Regions from separate parts of the Mus musculus genome. Here region 2 is linked to region 1. A link is a contact called in public promoter capture Hi-C data. All regions are on one chromosome and are shown on one strand. Each heading gives the region's core, a stretch centred on a gene start, on an enhancer-like site or on the middle of the called end of the contact. The rest is flanking DNA. Distances are from core to core; before and after follow the strand shown.

The links. Capture Hi-C pulls out chosen DNA fragments and counts their contacts.
Region 2: a contact with region 1 is called in a promoter capture Hi-C map of liver. The contact joins the promoter of Selenbp2 here to the promoter of Mrpl9 in region 1. A contact is called at or near these places in 3 of 39 promoter capture datasets (cranial neural crest, embryonic stem cells and frontonasal cranial neural crest), 1 of 15 datasets of contacts at CTCF or cohesin (the NIH/3T3 cell line) and 3 of 9 other capture datasets (liver, macrophages and pancreatic islet).

Annotation. Positions count from the first base shown.
Region 1 is chr3:94,441,719-94,445,262 of GRCm38.p6, forward strand. It overlaps Mrpl9 (mitochondrial ribosomal protein L9), which reads left to right and starts at 1,618. Exons shown (of 7, transcript NM_030116.2): 1 at 1,618-1,776; 2 at 1,941-2,097; 3 at 2,869-2,993; 4 at 3,183-3,233. The coding sequence starts at 1,633.
Region 2 is chr3:94,692,184-94,695,733 of GRCm38.p6, forward strand. Selenbp2 (selenium binding protein 2) reads left to right here and starts at 1,390. Exons shown (of 12, transcript NM_019414.2): 1 at 1,390-1,479. The coding sequence starts at 1,476.

The DNA.
Region 1 (3,544 bases), core at 368-2,867:
AAGTTTGCTATGAGATTGTGTCTCCTAAAAATGTCAGGGGCGCTACATCTGTGAATTCTTACCAACATTGCTACCTAAACAAGACCTGAACAAGGAGGACACTAATATACTAATATACTAATGAGAAAGGAAAAAGCTCACAAGGCCTCAACCCTAGACAAAGAGCTACAGGCAAGAAAAGAATGCTGAGAACAGGAGAAATAATCTTCCCCAGGGAAGAGCACACCAGTTGGTTACCCAATACGAAATGATCAGCCCTGAAAACATACATACGTACAAGTAAGAATGTACAGACTGAGCAGATTATATTTATATATTTAAGAATGTATAAACACAAATATAAATAACAAGGGGAAAGAGTCCATGAATCTGAGAGAGGAGGAGAGGGGTTAGAAGGAGAAAAAGGGTAAAATTATATAATCTCAAATATACAAACGTGTAAAAATTTTAAAATAATAAGATGTTTCAAAGAATGGAGGAAAACAAAACAACAAAATGGAATTCTCATCAGCTGTAACAGGAACACCTGCAGGTAGGGCAGTTTATAAAGAATGGGGCATACATTACGTTTTAAATGTCTGTTAGACATATAAGATGATGATGAATAAGAAGTTGGGTATTCCAATGTGAAGTTTGTGGGAGCCTAGGATAAGAATTTGGACATCACTGGCATATAAATAGCGGTTAGCCATAAGGTGAACTGAGAGCATCAAGACACTGGATACTAAAAAGAATGAAATTCCACATACTGAGTGCTGGGTGCAAACAATTAAAAGACTGTTGAAGACTTGTCCTGAATACCAAGGAAATGCGTGTAGGTCAGTCTATGTAAGTGCACATAAAATGGAGTGTAGCACATCTTTCCACACTCCTTTATAGACCCTCATTTTATAACCATCTATTAAGCACAAAGACTCCACAGAAGGACCTGCTTGTGCCTAACAGTAGTTTCTTTTTCTCTACAGTTTGTCTCCTGCAACTCTTTAAATATTAGCTTAAATACAATAGTAACAATATCATGGAAAGTTGCAGAGTTTTTAGAGGATCCCATCCTTCGACTACTTTTAGAAAGATTCAAGGGAAAATTGAGAGTGACATCCATATTTTAGTGTTCAGAAATTATAGCATGTCAAAATTAGAAGTGATCCCAGTACCTAGAACTAAACCAAACCACTTATATTGTTATCATTGGTTTTTATGGATAAAAATCCTCCTCCTCACCAGTTAATTATTATTATTGGTCTCGCTATGTAGCCCTGGCTGGCCTAGAGCTTGAGATGTAAACCAGATTAGCTTGAACTTGTCCTGCAGGAAGATTACAGGGTGCGCCAAGCCCCCTCCGCCTCTTTTTTTAAAAGTGAAGCCAAAAAAAAAAAAAAAAAAAAAAAAAAGTACGTTTTCCACTGTCGGTCCACGCAAAGCTCTGTGGAAAGTGGTGACAAAAAAAAAAAAAAGCAGTTCTCTCCGCTGTCCTATCGTCGGCGTGCAAGGCGGGGTTGCGGCAACTCTCCCACTCCCCATGCCCAGGTCTCAGCGCAGCCTATATCTATACCACTCAGGCGCGCCGCGGGCAGCCCAGAGGCGCAGCTGCGCATGCGCGGGGTCCTTCTTCCGCCTGTCCGCTCCGCTGTCATGGCGGCCTCTGTGGCTCCCGGGGTTAGGACTCTGTGGTGGGCAGGTGCTGCTTGGCTGCGTCAAGGAGGCATCCGGGAGCTATTCCGGCCGCGAATTGAAGGGAGTACCCCGGGGCGTGACTTCAGTCTCTCTCATTATCAGGTGAGGGCCGGCTGGGGCTTGGGTCCTACACGGTGGGGGACAGGAGTGTCGTTCGTGCCAGACTCAGACTGCGGGGCTGGGGGGCAGACTTTCCTGGGGACGCCGGCGGGGTGGCGGGTTGTTCTCTGCGGACACTCGCTCACCCCAGCCTCCCTGACCACCAGAGCACGGTCATCGTGGAGCGCTGGTGGAAGGTGCCGCTCGCCGGGGAGGGCCGAAAGCCGCACCTGCACCGGCGTCACCGCGTGTATAAGTTGGTGGAGGACACGAAACACCGGCCCAAAGACAACTTGGAGCTCATCCTCACGCAGTCTGTGGACGGTAAGGCTTGGGCCCAGGTACTGACCCCTTCCCCTGTCCCTGTCCTCTGTCCCCTGCTCTTGTTTGACGTTAACCGCTTCCTGCCTCTCTTTTGTTGCTTTGTTTTTACTACTTTGTGGTTCTGGTGAGAAAAAAAAAGTCACGGAAAATTAAAACGTGTGTGCAATATTGTTAACTGTGTAAAGAGAAGCCTAACAGTTCGCAGCACAAACAGTGACATTCTTTGATTGAACAGCTCAGTCTGCACCAGTTTTTAAGCTAGACGTGTGACAAGTGTAGTTCCTAATAAATGCATGGTGTGTGTGTGTGTGTGTGTGTGTGTGTGTGTGTGTGTGTGTGAGAGAGAGAGAGAGAGAGAGAGAGAGAGAGAGAGAGAGAAAGAGAAAGAAGGGGGGCGCCAAAGGTCCACCTTATTTGATACAGGGCATGAGTTGAGCCCCCAGGGATGTAGGTATTACCTCCCCTCAGTGCTAAGGTTATGGACAATATCCAAACTCAGATCCTCTATGCAGCTGGCACTTTAACGACTGGACCTTATAACCTGCCCTAGTAAATTGACGGTGGTGGTGGTGGTGGTGTTTGTAAGGAAGAATAAAAACTGTGAGAAAGTAAGGGCTGTCTCTTTTCTATGCCCCTCCCTTTTGGTGATGCTGGAGATGTACCCCAAGGCCTGAGTACACTAAGGCACAGCCTTTACCTGTGGCTGATCCCATGATCATCTTTTCCATAGCCTGCAGAGATTTCATCTGCCATTCCCGTTCTCATTGACAGAAATTGGAGTCCGGGGTGATCTGGTCTCAGTGAAGAAATCTGTGGGTCGTAACAAGCTCCTTTCTCAGGGACTGGCAGTGTATGCTTCTCCTGAAAATAGGAAGCTGTTTGAAGAGGAGAAATCGGTGAGCTCAAAGGACCAAGGGGTTTGGAAAAATAAAACTTTAAGGTACCTGCTAGGAAGTCCTTCCTTTTGTTGTTTAATTCAAAGATGAAGTAACAGCTAGAACCCAGAAGCCCACCAGTTCCCAGCACAGCTGGGCTGTAATTACTCAGTGTGGCGCATTGCTTCTACTCAGTTTCATCTCTTTCAGCTGAGACGCGAAGGAAAACTGGAGAAGATCCAGACAAAGGCAGGAGAGGCGGTGAGTAGGAAGTTTTTATTGATTCCTCATGGAGGTCATCGCCCTCCTGAGTCCCTGATGGCCTTCACGTCTGCTTATTGTTACACACAAGGATGAGCTAAAGTAGTATTGTGGCTGATGCTCTGTGTAGCTGGTATGGAGTCCTCTGGAACTGCTGTGTTGGGTACAGTGTACTGGAACTAGCTCTGTACATCTGCCTGCCTCTGCCTCCCAAGTGCTGGGATTAAGGGCGTTGGACACCACAGCTGGCTGCTTTTTTACTTCCTTTAAGAAAATGTGCCAATTTTTTAATTTGTTCATTTCTTCCATTT
Region 2 (3,550 bases), core at 140-2,639, 250 kb after region 1:
AAGCACCTCACACTGAGGACAGTGGCAGCCCGGGCTCCATGGGAGAGAGGGTTACATAGTCCTCCTGCTGAGCCCTTCAAACCCACACTTTCCTAGGTGAAGGGCAGCCCTGCACGGGGTTAACAGGATCAGGCCTCAGCCTAGCTTTGAGGAGCCCTGTTAATGGGCCTCAGTGAGAGAGGATATGTCTAATCCTGTTGGGACTAGATGTCCCAGGATGGGGTGACCCAAGGTTGTGGGGAGGCTTCCCCTTCTCCTCGGAGAAGGGGAGGGAGTAACAGGGGGAGGGATTTATAAGGGCAGGACTGGGTGGAGAGGAGGGGGAGGGGGGCTTCAATCCGGATGCAAAGTGAATAAAAATAAATAAATTACTGAAAAAAAGAAAGAGTTCTTCAGCAAGCAATGATTTACTGATGTATATTACAGCCACAGGCTTAACAACCTGAGCAGACACTTACTCTTCAAGCTAGAGGACCCACCCCAAGACAAGGAGTGCCCCTGAACATTTTCTGTCGCCACCCAATTGGGGACAGTAGCATCTGTTGATTTCCTCTCTGACCCTGCATCCAGCCCCTCAGGGCAGCAGACTCTGTGGTGAGGGGGAGTTAGTTCACTTTCACCTCCTGGGGTTTCTGAGGGAAATTGGCAGTAATAGCAAACACTAGGCTTTCTCCCACTTCAAAGCTCAAGGCTCATAGTGGTTCTGGGGAAAGTGGGACCTAGGCTCACCCCTCAGCCTTGGCTCTGTGGGCAGCTGCTGTGGAAAGGCCTGGGGGAGGGGTCTGGGTGATCAGAACTGTTTTTTGGAGCATGAATGTCTAGAAGAAGAGGACAATCATCAGAGAAAGCTGGCTTTCGATGCAGCAGTGGGAACAAACAGGTCCTCAACCGTGGGTACCCTGAAATGTCCATGGGCATGGCCAGACACATAAACGAGCATTTGAAGTCACAGGAACATGTGAATGCATACATATAAACACTCCTCTCACACGGTTCCTGCTCACATGGGCACACACAGGCATATACACGTCCAGGCGGAAGCACATACAAATTCACACCTGTGCATACACAAACATAAAGGCACATGGATAGGAACCCACAGGAGAAGGCTACACAGGCACACAAACTTAATACAGACCAAAGTACCCACTAATGGCTCAGATGTTTTTTGCATGTGTATATACACGTACATATGTGCACACCTGTGCACAAGTGTGCGTGTGTGCACACACACACCCTGTAATTTGAACAGCCAGGCCACTTGACAGCTTCCTGGTTAGCTGCCCTTTATAGTTTACCCTGGAAGGCAGCCAGGTCCCTCCCCTTGCTCCACCTCTCCCCCAATTAGATGCATAAATTCCCTCCTTTTGCCCCTTACCTGTGCAGTCTGCACTTAATACCAGCACTGGTCTCTGCTGAGCCTCTGCTCATTCCTGGCAAATCCTGCAGGACCCGAGTGTCAGCCAGCCAGCAGCATGGGTAAGGAAAAGGCTCTCAAACCATGTGTAGGCTGCCTGTAGTTTGGAGGGTCCTCCTCCTTCCAGGAAATGACCCGGAACTGTGAGGCAGACAGTGACGAAAGAGTTGGACTCTTGTTCCTACCCTGCAGACATGCACATAGCAGCTCAAGTGAAAACTTCATGCACACTATTTTTCAGCCTGGCCTAAGTTCTAAGGAACAGAAAGGGACCGCCAGAAATGGTGGTTTGTGAATCCTACCCAACCTCGGTAGGGGAAGGGGCAGGGGCAGTGCAGCTTGTCACCCTCGTAAATATATGATTCTGGTTTTAGCACGGGGTCAATGGGTTGGGGGGGCGGGTGTTACAAAAGAACAATCATCACAGCCTGGATCTCTCAAGCTGCTTCATATCACCAGTCAATGGGGGAAGTCAGGGGCAGCCACACTAGCGCACTGAGGGCCTGATTCTGCGCCCCTCCCAAGTCCCACAGCCCTCTTATCCTTTTGCCTGCGAGCTCCTGGGTATCAGTCTGAGAGTCTGGGTTTCAGAAGGAATGTTGAGGCCCTGCTCCCCTTATTGCTGGCTCTTCCCTGGGCTAGTAGAAAGACCAGTGGCCATCCTGGCACAGAAAATCCACTTGAACTTTGCCTGGGTTCCCCAAACTCAAAATGTCATAGACCTTGCTTAAAATGCTTACGACTGGAGGATGCCACACAGAGAAAGATGGTGCCCCAGGCGACCTAGCAGCCTGGACCAAGCCTTGGGTGGTGGGATAAACCTCCTCCACTTTTCTCCTCTTCTTAATGATGTTTTTATTTTATGAACATTTCTGTATGTTCATGTGTAGCACATACGTATCTAGTGCCAACTGGGGCCAGAAGAAGGTGTCAGACAGTTCTGAGTTCCATGGGTGTGTTCTTCACCCCTGAGCCATTTCTTGAGTCCTAGAACAGAATTTGTTGTTGTTGTTATTGTTGTTAGGGTTGTTTGTTTGTGGTTGGTTGGTTGGTTGGTTGGTTTCTGAGACAGGGTCTCACTATGTAGCTCTGGCTGATCTGGAACTCACTGTATGTAGATCAGGCTGACAGAGATCCTCTGGCCTCTGCCTCTTGAGTGCTGGGCTTCATGTGTTGCACCCCTTTAAGTCAGTGTGTGGTGGCTCATGCCTGTCACCTCAGTGCTAAGGAGACTGAGGCAGAAGGATCTTGGGGAGATCGGGCTCCCCAACTCCAACACTGTTACTGCTTCCCTACTTCGTATACCTTCTCGATGTGGATCTCCTGGGTGCAGAAGAGGCTGCTCTGGCCTTGAGGCTTCCTTATTATTTCCTTACATGTTTACTTGATGTGTGTGAGGCCAGAGAGCGTGTTAGATCTCCTGGAGCTGGAGTTACAGTTCACAGGGTTTCTCTGTATAGCTCTGGCTGTCCTGGAACTGACTCTGTAGACCAGGCTGGCCTCGAACTCAGAAATCTACCTGCCTCTGCCTCCTGAGTGCTAGGATCAAAGGCGTGCGCTACCACGCCCGGCTGGAGTTACAGTTCTTGACCACCATGTGGATGCTGTGAATCAAATCTGGGGTCTTCATAAGAGCAGTCATTGCTCTTAGCCTGAACCATGTCTCTAACCTCTCTCGGGCCTGCTTGTGGACCTGGGTCAGGGCAGGGGCAGAGCACAGGCCTGTGAGCTCCACTTCAGAATTTCTTTCAACCTACATGAGCCTGTTCAACCTCCAGAGTCTGGCCCACACTCAAAAAGCTGGAATCTTGGCAACTGTCTTGTCAGACTGTAGGGTCCGGAAGGGCCTCTCCCTATAGCTGTGATCACTAGGAAAATAGAAAGAAGCCTAAGGACACACAACTGGCATCAGTCTTTTTTTTCTTTTTTCTTTTCTTTTCTTTTTTTCTTTTTTTGGTTTTTCAAGACAGGGTTTCTCTGTGTAGCCCTGGCTGTCCTGGAACTCACTTTATAGACCAGGCTGGCCTCGAACACAGAAATCCGCCTGTCTCTGCCTCCCAAGTGCTGGGATTAAAGGCATGCGCCACTAAGCCCGGCCTGGCATCAGTCTTGACCAAATACACACACTCCCTG